Linked DNA regions of Gossypium hirsutum: region 2 is linked to region 1. A link is a contact called in public Hi-C data. All regions are on one chromosome and are shown on one strand. Each heading gives the region's core, a stretch centred on a gene start, on an enhancer-like site or on the middle of the called end of the contact. The rest is flanking DNA. Distances are from core to core; before and after follow the strand shown. Region 1 holds the start of LOC107926657 (G-box-binding factor 1). Region 2 holds the start of LOC107926612 (anthocyanidin 3-O-glucosyltransferase 5).

The links. A called contact is a pair of places that touch in the nucleus more often than the background predicts.
Region 2: a Hi-C map of leaf shows a contact between it and region 1, with 1.6 times the contacts expected there. The contact joins the promoter of LOC107926612 here to the promoter of LOC107926657 in region 1.

Annotation. Positions count from the first base shown.
Region 1 is chrA12:16,036,840-16,044,009 of Gossypium_hirsutum_v2.1, forward strand. It overlaps LOC107926657 (G-box-binding factor 1), which reads right to left and starts at 2,823. Exons shown (of 12, transcript XM_041083899.1): 1 at 2,161-2,823; 2 at 1,846-1,983; 3 at 1,719-1,766; 4 at 1,526-1,612; 5 at 1,344-1,433; 6 at 1,093-1,232; 7 at 930-984; 8 at 733-781; 9 at 267-466; 10 at 1-75. The coding sequence starts at 2,229.
Region 2 is chrA12:16,408,627-16,415,796 of Gossypium_hirsutum_v2.1, forward strand. LOC107926612 (anthocyanidin 3-O-glucosyltransferase 5) reads right to left here and starts at 3,221. Exons shown (of 1, transcript XM_016857508.2): 1 at 1,501-3,221. The coding sequence starts at 3,038. The coding sequence ends at 1,593.

The sequences.
Region 1 (7,170 bases), core at 1,573-4,072:
CTTGCGTAACCTTGACCTCCGAGCAGATTCCCTGTTAGACTGCTTCCTCTTCTGTCTTTTCAACTCACGTTCATCCTGCAAGAACCCACATCACCAATTTAGATAAAAACTGAATTTACTTATCTTGAAAACCAAACCATCTACTCACATCCGAATGCTCTAACTTAAAGAAAAAGGCATGTTTTAACAACTGGCTAGAAATTGAGTGAATTCTAAGGAATGAACTTGTGAAATTAGAAACGAAAATCACCAAGAAAAGCGCATACTTGAATCCACTGATCAGGCATCATAGCGCCAGCAGGAACAGTGGCTACAGTGCCAGATGCGTTAGGTCTGGTTTTTGCAGCTCCTGTGGCAGCAGGGGAAGCGCTCCATAGGTCCATTCCTATATTCAAAGTAGTTGCAGGCATAGAGACTATGGGTTCTGCGGGAACTAAAGCCCCAGCAGCTTTACCCTGTGCATTGGCTGGTAATAACAGGTGATTGTAGTTAGGAAACTATCACAGTATATAAAATCTACAAAATCGACCCCCAAGTCTATTACCAGAACTCACTAAGCTCCTTTCTTTTTTTTTCATACACTTGGACTTGGTCCCTCAGTACAATTTCCCCACTCTGGGTTTTATAACATTTCCAGGGAGTAAGTTTGTTTACTTTCAAAATAATCTGAAGCTCGTTTTGCTATTTATCCTAAAACAAAAGCAAGAAATTAGATATGGAAACTTAAAGTACCATCTGCAAGCATCTGCTCAAAGCTTCCCTTTTTGCCAGCATTGACTTCCTAAAGAAAAAGGAGTACATATTCATTAGAAAGGACAATTTTGAGCATAAACGTGATAGCAAGTAAAGCATGTTGATGAAGGAATCTGAAAACCCAAAGCAGTCAGTGCCGTTGATGATAATTAAATAAGGAACAATTATGCACATACTTGTTGATTACTCTCATCACTTCTGTCTGATGTACCCTCGCTGCCACTTTCACCACTGTTACAAAAGTTGAATAACTTTTTTCAGCTAAAACCCAATGTCAAGAATGAATGTGAACATTGTGTCAAGGAAAAAAAATACTGAAACATCAAAAGGATCATGCACCTTTGAGAGCCGCCATCGTTTCCCGAGCCTGAAGTGGCCTTTGCACTCTCTCCAACTTTGCTTCCCGAAGATCCCTTGGGCTTTTTGGTCACACCCCGATCCTTTCCATCAGCACCATTATTCCGTGCAGAACTTGGCATCTATAGACAATTTGGAAAGAGAAAAAGGCATTTACTTTACGTAGTAACTGAGAGTCTAAAAGAAATACAAACAGCAAAAGGAAGCAAATAAGGAAAGAAAAAACTAATTACCGGTGCCATATTAGGATGCGCATACACTCCCCTTGGAGGATATACAGCTGGGTACGGAACCGGGGTACCATATGGAGGCATTAGAGGATGCTGAAAGATTATCAACAAAAACGAAAAAAGTAAGAACATATCTCTCATCAAATAAAGAACCAAAATATTGCGAAATCATGTTTTCATATCACCTGGCCTCCCCATATGTATGGATGCGGGGTTGGTGAAGCAACGGTTGAGGCAAATAATGGAGGAGTAGCTGCAGCACCATAATAAGCCTAAACAACAAGCAGAGTTGTAAGCTCAAATGGTTACTTACATAAATGAGATTAACAATTAGAAAGTATATAAAACCCCATGATTCAAGGGCATTAGTCCACTAACCTGCATTTGGGTCGACCAATCAGGATATGACACTGTTGTTGGCATTTCCTATAAGTACAAAGTAAATATGTCAGCACAAGTAACCCACACGTTAGCGATGAGAAGGCAAGAATGATACGTAAATAACCTGAGTTGAGGCAGTAGGTTTGGAAGGCTTGGCTGGTGTGCTCTCCTCTTCCGTTCCCATATCACACTTATGTAAACGTCTTAATTTCAAGAAATCAAGAATCAAATCCGTATGTCCTCGACCGCTTTTAGAAAGCACCTGCGACCCCGATGTGAAAACCATGCATCAGAAAGCAAAACCGAGCCTTGACAAAGTTTTTACGTTGATGAGCCAAAACATGATGCATAGAACATAAATACAAATAGAGTTCGGCATTGGCATGGTAAAGTTAAACCATTTCAAACAAGAACGATAGTACAACCAAACCGAGCTCACCAGTGTATGGTTCAGCACAAGACCTAACCTTTCCAAAGGAAAACCACATGGGTTCTTTCGATCCTCCATAAAACTAACTTAAAGAAAACAAAACATCTATTCTTGTCCTAACAAGTTAAGGAGACAAAGAAAACCATATTTGTAACTGATTTTGTGATATCGGAAACAAAGTAGAGTATCACAAAACAACTCTTCCATAACCGACAACCTTGAAATAATAATAATAATAATAATAAAACAAAGCAATTCTTCAATTCCCATAATTACCTTCCAGAAACAGTACAAGTTTCAACAATTCATATATTAGCCAAACATTTAGAAGGTGAGAAGAAACAGCAGAAATTGGCAGTATCCGTTTTAAAGTTTGTCAACATTTACCCCTCGTATTTCCAAAACAAAACGCATTAATTAATTCATTATTAGCACAAAGAATACGAGCTAATCTTAATATTCAGGCCTTAACCCGCAGGGATTGTGAGCAGTCAAAAAACATAAGCAAAGCTAAAATGAGAAAGAAAAAAAAAACTGGACATTAAAGTTCAGAGAAGAAAAAGAAATTAGCAAAAGTCCAACTACATAATAAAAAACTAAAGCATGAGATAAAAGATCTTGAAACTACAAAAAACTCAAATTTAATGAAGAAACACACACACACACACACACAGAGGGAAAAAAATAGCTTCTAAATGCTCTGAAATTACAAACAAAAACAAAATTAAGAAGAAAAAGAAAGAAAGGAAGACCTGTTTAAAGGCGTTGAAGGGGAAAGTGAAGTGGAAGGGAATTTATATAAATTTTTTCCCCCTTCTAGTATTTCCTTGATCAAAGGGTTGAAAATTGAGGATTAAAAAGAACAACATAAGTGAAAAATAAGAGAAGAAATTATTGTTTCTATAATTGGCGTTTGAAACAGTTTGGGAGGGTGAGAAACAAACTTGGGTAGTTGGTAGAGTTAAAAAGAAGTGATCCAGTGTGATGGTGTGCGTGGTAGCTGTAATGGGAAGAGTGAGTCGATGAGGAGGTAAGGAAATGGGGAAGAAAGAGAAGGGAAAGGTGTTAGGGTTTCGCGGGGGACACGTGCTAAGAAAGAGGAAGACAGGTGGGATGGTTTAAGTGGGTCAGGCTTATGACAAACCATTCAAATGGATGATTCATCAATTTCTACTGTGGAGTCAAAGAGTTTAAATATCCCAAGAGGATTTGCTAAATTTCCTGTCGAAACTATGTCGTTTTTTTTTCTTTCTTTTCTTTTGGTTGGGGGGTGATTTTGGCTATCGTTTCTCTTTTGTTACTATTTACGGTCACTATCCATTTCGGGCTTTGGGCTTGTGTGGCTTCCACGTCGTTCAAATATTATCCGTAAATGAGATTAGTGTGATAATTTTGGACAGATGAAAAATAATAACATTTATGACAAATAAAGGATGTCGAAGAATAGGGCCTAAGAATTGTCAATCTATAGAAAAACCGAGGTGGAAGTTTTAGGGTGATGTTTTAGTACAAGGTAACTAATGATGGATCTTGTGTCCCTTTTATCATAAACGAGGGATATTTATAGAAGAATTAAGAGTGAATCTCTTATAAAATGTTTGTTTTCTAACTTTGAACTTAGGTTAAGCTATGGTTTAGATATATTTCGATGAGACCATTTTCGAGTTTGGTATGCTTGGGATGTCAAAAAAATTAATGAGATTGGATTTAATCAAGGTTCATCTCTAAGGCTTACAATAAACAAGTGAGTTCATCAATTCTTATATTGTCAATGTCATTTGTTCCATCAATAATAGTCATTCACCTTTCTCACCAGCTTCAAAATTGAGTATTCTTTACTAAGGGCAAAAGATTAATTTTTTAAGATGTCACAAAGCTTTGCATAGAATTCAGATAAGGTCTCATTATCCTGTATTCTTAGAGTCTTAAATTTTACCGTCAACATCTGAAGTTTAGACTACTTCATAAAACTAGTCCCTTCATGAGCAATTTTGAAAATAGTCCAAGCTCTTCTAGTAGTTAAGCATTTAGAGATTCGTCCAAATTCTTGAGGATCAATTCAAATCCATAGAAATTTGCATTGAGGCCTTTGGAGTTCGCATTAGTCAATTTTTCTTTATCATTGGTCCAAGTTACTTCATATTTGGAAGTCTTCACACTAATTAAATCACTGGATAGTGGTTTCCAACCAGTCAAAATTGAGATCATTCTTACCTTCCAAGAGTCATAGTTTGTTCCGTCCAGCATGGTGGGTCTTAAGATTAATGATCATTTCATCTCAATTACAAATAAATGACATGATATCCACTTAATACATCAAGTGTTTAACTTTGATATCAATTGTGAATTCATTAAATTCGGATTTTAGGTTTCGTTCAGTTGTAACTTGACAAACTGTCTAATAGTTATAAAATAAGATATGGATACAAAAGTTTGGTTACATATTTCAAAAACTTCTTATACCTACGGGCCCTTGCTCAAAAAGTAATCAACTATAAATCAACAAGTGCAAGATGTGATTTAAGTTCAACTTACTTACAAAGTTGCAACCTCATCCTATACGCCAACCTAGATCACTCTCTCGGTAAGCCCTCCCTCCCTGAAAAATTAATTGTAAATTGATGAGAAAAATAGTTTACCTACACAAATACTGTAACACCTCATACCTGAGCCGATCGCCGGATCCAAGTTACAAGGTGTCATATTCATTTTCGGAGCAACTAAAATCAAATTTAAATGCAATTCACATCATTAGATAAACAAATACGAGTAATATAAGCAAGTGATATGATAAATAATTATTCTCAAGACTTATACGAACTTACGAAAGCTCTAATACTAAACCGATCAAATTAGGTTTTGGCCTCGTCGCGTCGTGACATATTGTTTTGGCCTTGTCGAGAAGACAAAGTCTCTCGTCGCATCGTGACATTATAGGTCATTTTCATCGCGATGAAATACGTTTAACGTCGCGACGTCACATACTATTTCTGCAATTCCTAATTGAACTTCATCCTGAAATTGTCCAACCAAGTTTCTAAACACATTCAAACATTAACCAGCCAATAAATGCAACTATATAGCATCAATTCTTGCATCTCAAAACCTTATAGAATATTAGGTCAATACCTTATCACCTGCAATCCATTTACCTAATGCAAGCCATTTAATCATTAACACACTTACCTATTTCACCAAGTTCATATTTAAATGTATGTAACATCTTATACCATTTCAAACTACCTTTAACTCCATTTCAAGCTATATAAATTTAACCAAATTCTAATGTTAACCATTTAAACCATAAGTGCAGATACATAGAACTTTATATCCCAAACTTGACTCAACCTAGGTACATGTCTTATAACCAACAAAAAATATTTATACAAATATTGTCGAGTCTGAGATCTTAACTAGATGTTGAAGTCAATGCTCAAGGTCTCATTTGGGACATAACTTGCGTATAGAAAAAAATAAATCGTACACTGAGCGATAGAACTCATTGGTATTTCTATAATTCAAATCAATATAAAATATATGTTACCCAAATTAAAATAATCAATTCAAATCTATTGCTCAACTAATTCGTATACCAAATTGTAATGTAGAATTAGTAATCAATTCATTTGGTTATTTCCTATCTTACTTTATAGCACCTATCTAACCATTTCCCATATATTACACTTCAAACATACTTGATCATTTCATATTACCATTTATGGAATATACTCATATATGTACATATTCATCAATTCATATATTCAATTCGATTTTATTGATTCAACCACTTTCGAGTCTATTGGCTCGTAAATACTTAGTTGGCCCCAGGGCTCTTTTTTAGCCAATTCACATGGTCTTTCACGTGCTATCGAATATCACAATCATATATGAGTAATTATACTAAATCAATTAATATTTCATTTTAATCTACCATATAACCTAGCCAAATCAATTTTTATATAATCCTATTGACTTTACTCAGATTTCAAGACGGATATACGAATTAACCAAACTGCATCTCAATCTGGCACTGTAATGCATTATCAGATAAACCAGAAGAAATACACTGGCACACACAGTGCATCGTCGGACAAGATGAAGTAATTATACTGGCACACATAGTACATCATTGGATAAACCGAAGCAATTATGTTGGCACGTAAATGCATCATTGGATGTACCGAAGAAAATATATCGACAAGTAAGTACATTATAAGATATACCGAAGCAATTATACTGGCACACATAGTGCATCATTGGACAAGTCAAATTAATTATATTAGCATACACAGTGCATCATTGGACAAGTTGAAGTAATTATACTGGCACTCATAGTGCATCATTGGATAAACCGAAGTATAAATTGTACATTTAATAGGTAACCAATTTCCAATTCCATTATAATTTCAATTCACATTCTATCAATCTCAATTTCATCATCAATTTACCATTCCAATACCGTATGTAACAAATTTCAACTCAATTTCATACTAATTTCATATATAAAGTAAGTCATGTAACGTTCTATTTTATTCAATTTAGTCCTTTTTCTCATTATACCATCTTAATCATCTTAACTCATACAAGCATTATATACCTACCTCATGACTAAATCATGCAATTTAGCATGAACAAGCAATAATTACATTGAATCGGATCATAGAAATACAAATCAAAAGCTTATATCACTTGTCGTCAACTCTCGCCTTTTCTTTCTCTCTCGACAATCTTGCATCATCTTTAGCTACAAATGATAGTTCAATAATAATGCAGTATCAAATTTCATATCAAAATACATTCAATTTCTAAGTCATACATATTTTGTAATTTATTCAATTTAGTCCCTAAAATCGGGACAAGCATAACTTTCAATTTAAAGCTCCAAATTGAAATATGATTTCACTATTATTTATTATTTCCACTGTCAATTTTAAAGTTTATTCATTTTGGCCTCTAATGCAAAAAACTATCTATTAGCTTTACAATTTAGTCCTTTTTTTCACATCTAAGCTTAAATTC
Region 2 (7,170 bases), core at 1,971-4,470, 370 kb after region 1:
TGTATCCTCGAGGTTAATTTTCTTGGAACTCGTTTGCACACCAAAGATAGGTGGGGGCGAATATAATATTAAAGATAGTGACTTGATACACGCCTTGGAGCCTTGTCCTATTTCTTCTTCTGTTCGAGTTTCATTCGTCTGTTCGAGATTTTCCTCACTAGAGATTTGTACTAACAAAAAATAGTGAAAGTGTTAGGTGATGTGAAAGTTAGTGATTAAGTAAACTTGTAAGTGAATGTGATATGTGAAGATAGTGAAAGATTACAAATTTTTATAAGTGGATTAAATGATAAGATATGTGAAGATGATGGTAAAAGATTATAAATTTTATAAGTTGATTAAGTGAAGATAGTAATAAATTTGTGTATAATTAAACAAAAAGTGCAAACATGACGTGAATTTAAAAGAAATGTTCACAAGAATGTGCGAAGGCTCTAATAAATAAAATGGAATTAGAGGGATATAACTAGCATGCATTGGAATTTTCGAGCGCTCTCCTGTTATTCACACTTCGATGCTTCTAATATTCGCATTTCGATGCACATGATATTCATACTTCGGTGCGCTTGATATTAACACTTATGTGCCTTGACTATTCCGTGTATCCCTCTTAGTCCTCTATTGCTTACTAAGGACTACACTACCTGAAGTAAAATTGTTATGTGAAGTGAATAAGTTCGTGAAGTGAAGTAGGCATGTGAAGTGAATAAGTTCGTGAAGTGAAGTAGGCATGTGAAGTGAATTAAATATGTGTAATTCTTGACAGGCAAATATTTAAATTTGTGACTTGTTTCATTGATTTAGTGCTCAATAGTATAATAGTGAAAAGATTATAATAAGACATAATGTGAATAAAAGTGTTAGAAATAAACTAATGTGATATGATTTACAGAAGTATTTACTAAGCTTTCATGAAATTTAATGCGTTATTTCTATCCAGTAATGTGTGGAAAGTGATCATGTGGAAAGGGCTCGTGAATGACTTACCGAATCACATCTCATCAACAAAGTAAGATGGTAAAGTACGAATTTCAATTTATGAACAGTAATGTGACATTTACTTAGGTAATGAAAGTGTTAAGTAGTTAGTAAAATGCTTTGAAAACAAGTTGTGTTTAAGTCATGTATAAGTCCTGAAACGTGACACCCTTTCACTTGGATTATTGATTTGACTCGGGTATATGGGTGTTACAGAAATGTCCACCAATATGATATTTATATTGTCAATCTTAGTTATTTACCTTCGTTGTCATACTTATTTAAAGTTACTTATTCAACTTAGTTTAAAATTGAATTTAATTGACATTAGAATCCAAAATTTATCATTTTATCAAAAAAAAAGACCCTAACATATTTGTAACTTCAATTTTAATTTTAGATACTGTATTAGTATTATCAGTAGAAGCTGAGATTTTAAAATTTTGAAGTTGGTACACATTATGATTTATGTTTGAATATATTTTTTATATTTAATTAAATTGTGTTTCGCTAAATCAGAAGTAGTACAAAGTGTGTTATTCTTCCAAAGCATATAAAAGTAGCACAAGTTTTCTTAAGAGACTCAGAATATAGTTTAATAGATAAAGCAAAGCTTAACGCATTAATTGAGCTAACGCTTTAAAAGAAGAACCATTGTGATTCCAAGCTTTTTCTCCACTCAATTTGAGTTGTTTGACTCTAGCTCTCATTGCATGCCCTTCTTCATCATCCATTAGCCTTTTCACCATCAACTTTATCTCCTCTCTTTCTACAATTTCCTTTGATGGCAATGTTTTGGATCGCACTGCTATTTTCAGCTCTTCTACCAACAAAGTAGCATTCATTCTCTGTTCTGCATATAGGGGCCAAGCTATCAAGGGTACTCCATGGGTGATACTTTCTAAGGTCGAATTCCACCCATAGTGCGACAAAAATCCCCCAACTGATTGATGCCTCAAAATTTCAACCTGTGGAGCCCAATCAGAGATTATCAGTCCCATATTGTTGCTCCAGCCCAAGAATCCTTCAGGCAAATAGCCTGCTAATCTTTCATCATTGCAGTCATTTCCAACGGTGAAAAATGACCCATGACAGGATTTTCCAACAACTGGTGTTCGGACCACCCAAATGAACCTTTGTTGGCTTAGCTCTAAACCCAAAGCCAGCTCTCTCATTTCCTCCTTTGTCAATATCCCCCCACTCCCAAATGATATGTACAAAACAGACTCACTCAGTTGCTTGTCTAGCCAATGAAACATTTCACTTTTGTTCGAGTCAATTGGTCTGTTTGGCGTTGTTACCATTGGCCCAACTGGATAGATTGGAGCCTTGCTGATACCACCCCAGAGCTTATCATCTCTCAAAGCTTCAAGCGTTGCTGGTTCCAGCTCCTCCCATGTGTTAAGCAAAATCCCATCTGCCATTGGGATCTTAATCCCCATATTTAAATATTCCAAGTATTGTTGATCAGATCGACATAACATTGGATCTACTACATCTTCAAGTTGAAGAGGCCTACATCCGGGGATAAACAAAGCATCCTTTTCATCAACGTACTCTCCCTTGACAACCTCATCGAGAACCGGAAGATATAAAGTCAAAGCAAGAAACCATGCATGCGAGGGGATGTAAACAAACTTGGGAATCTTAAATTGATCGGCGATGTCCATACTTTCATATCCGAATAAATCAACAATGAGAAGTGTTGGAGGGACACTCAAAGCAGAGACAGCAGATGAAAAAGCTGGTTTAATTTCACGCATAATAACAACTATTCGAGTAACCACCGCGGCATCAGCATGGACAAGGTGAGAAATATCGGGTGGTGGGAGAAGGATGATTCGACATAGGTTCAGGCTCATAAACGATTGGATTACCAGAGATTCTGCGGCTGATAGTGAAGGAACAACGAAGATGGTTACCTTGGAATTAGACAGAGTGGCTAGGCGCTTTGCAAGCTCCAGGACTGGAGTAAGGTGGCCTAAACCAGGGCTTGATAACAGTACTACGTGAGTCTCCAATTTACTTTCCATGTCTGAAACAAAAACAAGAGCCAGCATAGAAGAAAAGTCATGGTATTTTTATGTCAATAAATAGAGACTGATTTTAGTTTACAAGTGTTGGAGAATTCTTCTCTTTCAATTATCAAACAAATGTGGACTATTTTGGAGTGTTTATAAACTTGCTTTTCCAGCAACTGTGTTACACATTTTAAATTTCATGTAATGATATTCGTTTTCAAATTATCTATTCTTAAGCTCACATCTGTCCTTCTAGAGTAGTTCATTGCTATGAAAGGTTGATCCAAGTAAGAAGAGTCCAATTTTACACCACACAATTGATACCCTTTTCTAAGTATAACGATTGGCTCACAATCCATAATTTAATGTGTAGCTAACGGTTGCATATCAACAGAAATTTTGATCTCACTATTTTTCCTTTTTACTCGTTTAGGCTTGTTTTTTTTTTAATTATAGTTCTAAAATTTAAAAAGTTATAAAATAATTTTTTAGCTACTTGAAAATTTTTTATTTAAATCATTAAATTATTTGAATTTTTTTTATTTAATTCACCATGCTATTAATTATTTTTTTAAAAATTCAGTTAACGAGTTCCAAGCAACGATTCGATAACCGATACAGTGGATCAGCATCATCCACAAGTAGAAGAACATATCTTAGATCCAAGTTGATCTAATAATCAATGTCGGAGATCCAAGTTGATCCACATGGCAAACATAGATTAAATAAAAGATATTTAAATATATATATTAATAAAAAATATAATTTTTTTACATCAAGAATGAATATGAACATATGGTTGTTGAGATATTTTTAGTAAGTTCACATATATATTTCTATTTTTATAAAATATTAATTTTTAGGTTTTATTATTATAAATATATATAATATATATTTATAAAAATATAAAAGAATTACAATATTTTAGAAAACGTATAAAAATTTATAATATATAAATTAATAAAAAATCTAAAATCTATAAATTTATAAAAATATATAAACATATAAAAGAACTAAAAATTTCTAAATTTACAGAAATATATATATATATATAGATATATATAGATATAGATATATAAAAGAACTAAAAAGTATGTCTACATTAATTTTGAACAACCTTTTGTCAATGTTCACTCTTGATGTTAAAACTTTTTTATATTATATTAATTTATATATTTTAACTTTTTTTAAAAAAAATTATATATTTTTTAATTTCAAAATAATAATATCCTGATATTTTAGTTAAAAAGCATATAAACTTATTAACAAATATATCTAGAATGAATTTGGACAAATGTGCAATGATTTGATCTTCAGTGGTACAAGATAATGTAGTTTCGAAATCTCATTTTCGTAAACCGAGTCTGTAAATATAAAATAAGAATATTTAATTTTCATAAACCGAGTCTGTAAATATAAAATAAGAATATTTACAGAGTTATGGTGAGAAAATAATAGAGAATGGTCAAGTAATTTAGTCGATAAAATAGTTAATTAAGGTTCGGGGATTAAATTGTAAAAGTCCAATCGCTATAAAATTTTAATTAAGCAAAAGCTTGAGAACTTAAATAGCAATTATCCCAAGGACTAAAATAATAAATAAACCATTGTTTCTTATAGTTAGTGGATGATGATGACATTCTCCATTAAGTGAGATTAACTGTTAATTATGTTAGTTAAGCCATGAATTAAACTAGGCTAATTAATGGCTAATTAGGATATAAAGGTGAAAGTTAGTGGAGATTCATCATCTTCATTAGTTCACCGTCCACCATAGCCAGAAGTTGGAGAAAGTTTCAATAAACATACGACCTTTAAATTATGTATGAAAATCAAGCTATTTTTCTAGTATTTTTTATAGATTTGTGATCATGGGAGTTTGATTTAGCTAGTTCATGTATCAATTTGATCAATTGTTGAATTGTTAGAAATTTTTCATTGTTGATAAATTGATTAAATAGGCTTGGAATTGAAAGAAATTGAGCTTAGATCATAAAAAAGACTAAATTGTAAAGTTAGTTAAGCTTGTTTGTTAGCTTTGTAACATTGCAGACCAAATTGAATAAATGTAAAATCTATCATGAAATTACATTAGAAATAGAAATTATTAGGTACCTAATGAAAGAATATAAAGTCATATTTTAATCCAAAGCTAGGAACCGAAAGTTATGCTTATTCGAGTTTAGGGACTAAATTAAATAAAATATAAAATATGTATATATTCAAAAAGGGATTAATTAGAATCATGCATTTCATGGAATTTTTGTTGTGAGCCATTAAATGGTTGTTGTGTATTAATATATGATATTGATTGTTATATATATATATATAACTTTATAGAACTGAAATTTGATAAAGGTGGAGCTAGTAGAGGAAAAGTTAAAATTGTGGAATAAGCTTTGAGAAATCAGCTCGTTTTGTGTTTTTGAAGGTAAGTTCTTATGGAACTTACTACCGTTACATGTTTAATAGGTATGCTTGTGTTTGTTTTCATTATATTTGTCACACCCCAAGTTTAGCGAATTTGAGTTTAAGGCATAGGGCTGTAAAGTTATCAAATTGGCGTAGTTGAATTCACAACTTACAGCCTTCTAGCATATTAGAAAGTGGTCTATAGTAACTGCCATAGAGGTGATTAAAGGTTTTATTTTATTCTTATTTTGTTATATAAGAGAAGGGTATATCAAATAAAGTATAAGCCAGTTAAGTTATAGTCACATGCATAGTACGCCCAGTTCTTTTTAATACTGTGTTAGTTGGGTCTGGTAATGAGATCTGGTTAGGGGTTAACTGAATTGACTGGTCAAATATTAATTATTCAGGATTTTCATTTATGTTTCTCTCAGAAATTGTAGGCCATTAAGAATGACAAATTCTATATTCAAGCGATACTTGCCAAGTTCCATTAAGAGAAGTTGGTTATATATATATGGTTTGCGATAGAATGTGCAAGTGTATACAGTCGTTATCAAGTAATAAATAAGTAAAAGAGTAATTGTCTCTACAGAGATTGTATCTGTTAATCAAATAATTGCAAAATTATGAATTTACAAGTTGGTAAGAAAAACAGAATATTTTGAGGTGATGGATGTTAAATTAAATTAATTAACTAAATGAAAATTAATCTAAATGCAATGAGATGGTTAAGCAGCAATTTCCTAAGTTTAACAACAATAACATGAATAAACTAGAATAATTACAACACTTGACTCAATTCATTCCCATCATGTTTAAGAATGTTTCGGAAAAAATTTCATGGCAACTCGATTATTCATTAACTTTGAATCTGATATAAGTTCTTTCGAAGTCTTATACTTACAAAAACATGTATATTTCTATGTCCATATTTAACTAATGATTCCTTAGAATTTATGTTAAGTAACAGGGAGGGTTAGGTTTGAAACAATTTAATCATACAATTCTAAAAGTTATGCAAGGTAATAGAGCTTTTTTGAGTTATTATGAACCTTGAATTTAATTGGGTTAGGATCTAAATTAAGTATGCACCTTCCAATTATTATATCCATTAATTGCCATCTGGTTAGGATTGATCAACTAATTCTAATGCATTCAAACATATTTTAATGCATGAAATACATAAATGGTTTTAATTGGAAGCATGAACAACTGAGGCACAAAACATCATAAACATGAATCAAATGAATTTTATCAAATTAATGCAATCATTCCAGCTAAAACAAACTTAATTCATCATTGACAATGGAAAAATATCAAAATAATTTGAAAACATGTTGAATAACTAAGAACAATAATAAAGATTCAGGAAGAATAAACTATTGATTATTTTAGCAGTTCTTTGAAGACTGATCGTGGTGGCTTCCTGCAATCCTCGTGATTGTTCTTTCGAAAATTGATCCTCAAGGTGGCCAACCAAGAGTGGTTTTCCTCCAGGGAAAATGCTAGCTAAAGGGAAAATGGGGAAATGGGAATGCTTTAGGCATGGAAGGGAGAAGAGAAAGGATGGAGAATGTTGTGAATGAAGGATGAATAAAATGGGAGATGGGAGGTGGTATTTATACTAGAGGAGTGGCTTGGGATTTTTCTAAAAACAGCATGGATATCCCTTGGATTTCTCCCTTGCTTGGCCGACCATAAATTGTGGAGAGCGGGTTGAGTGGTTGCTTGATTCATGCTTGATTTTATGCATGAA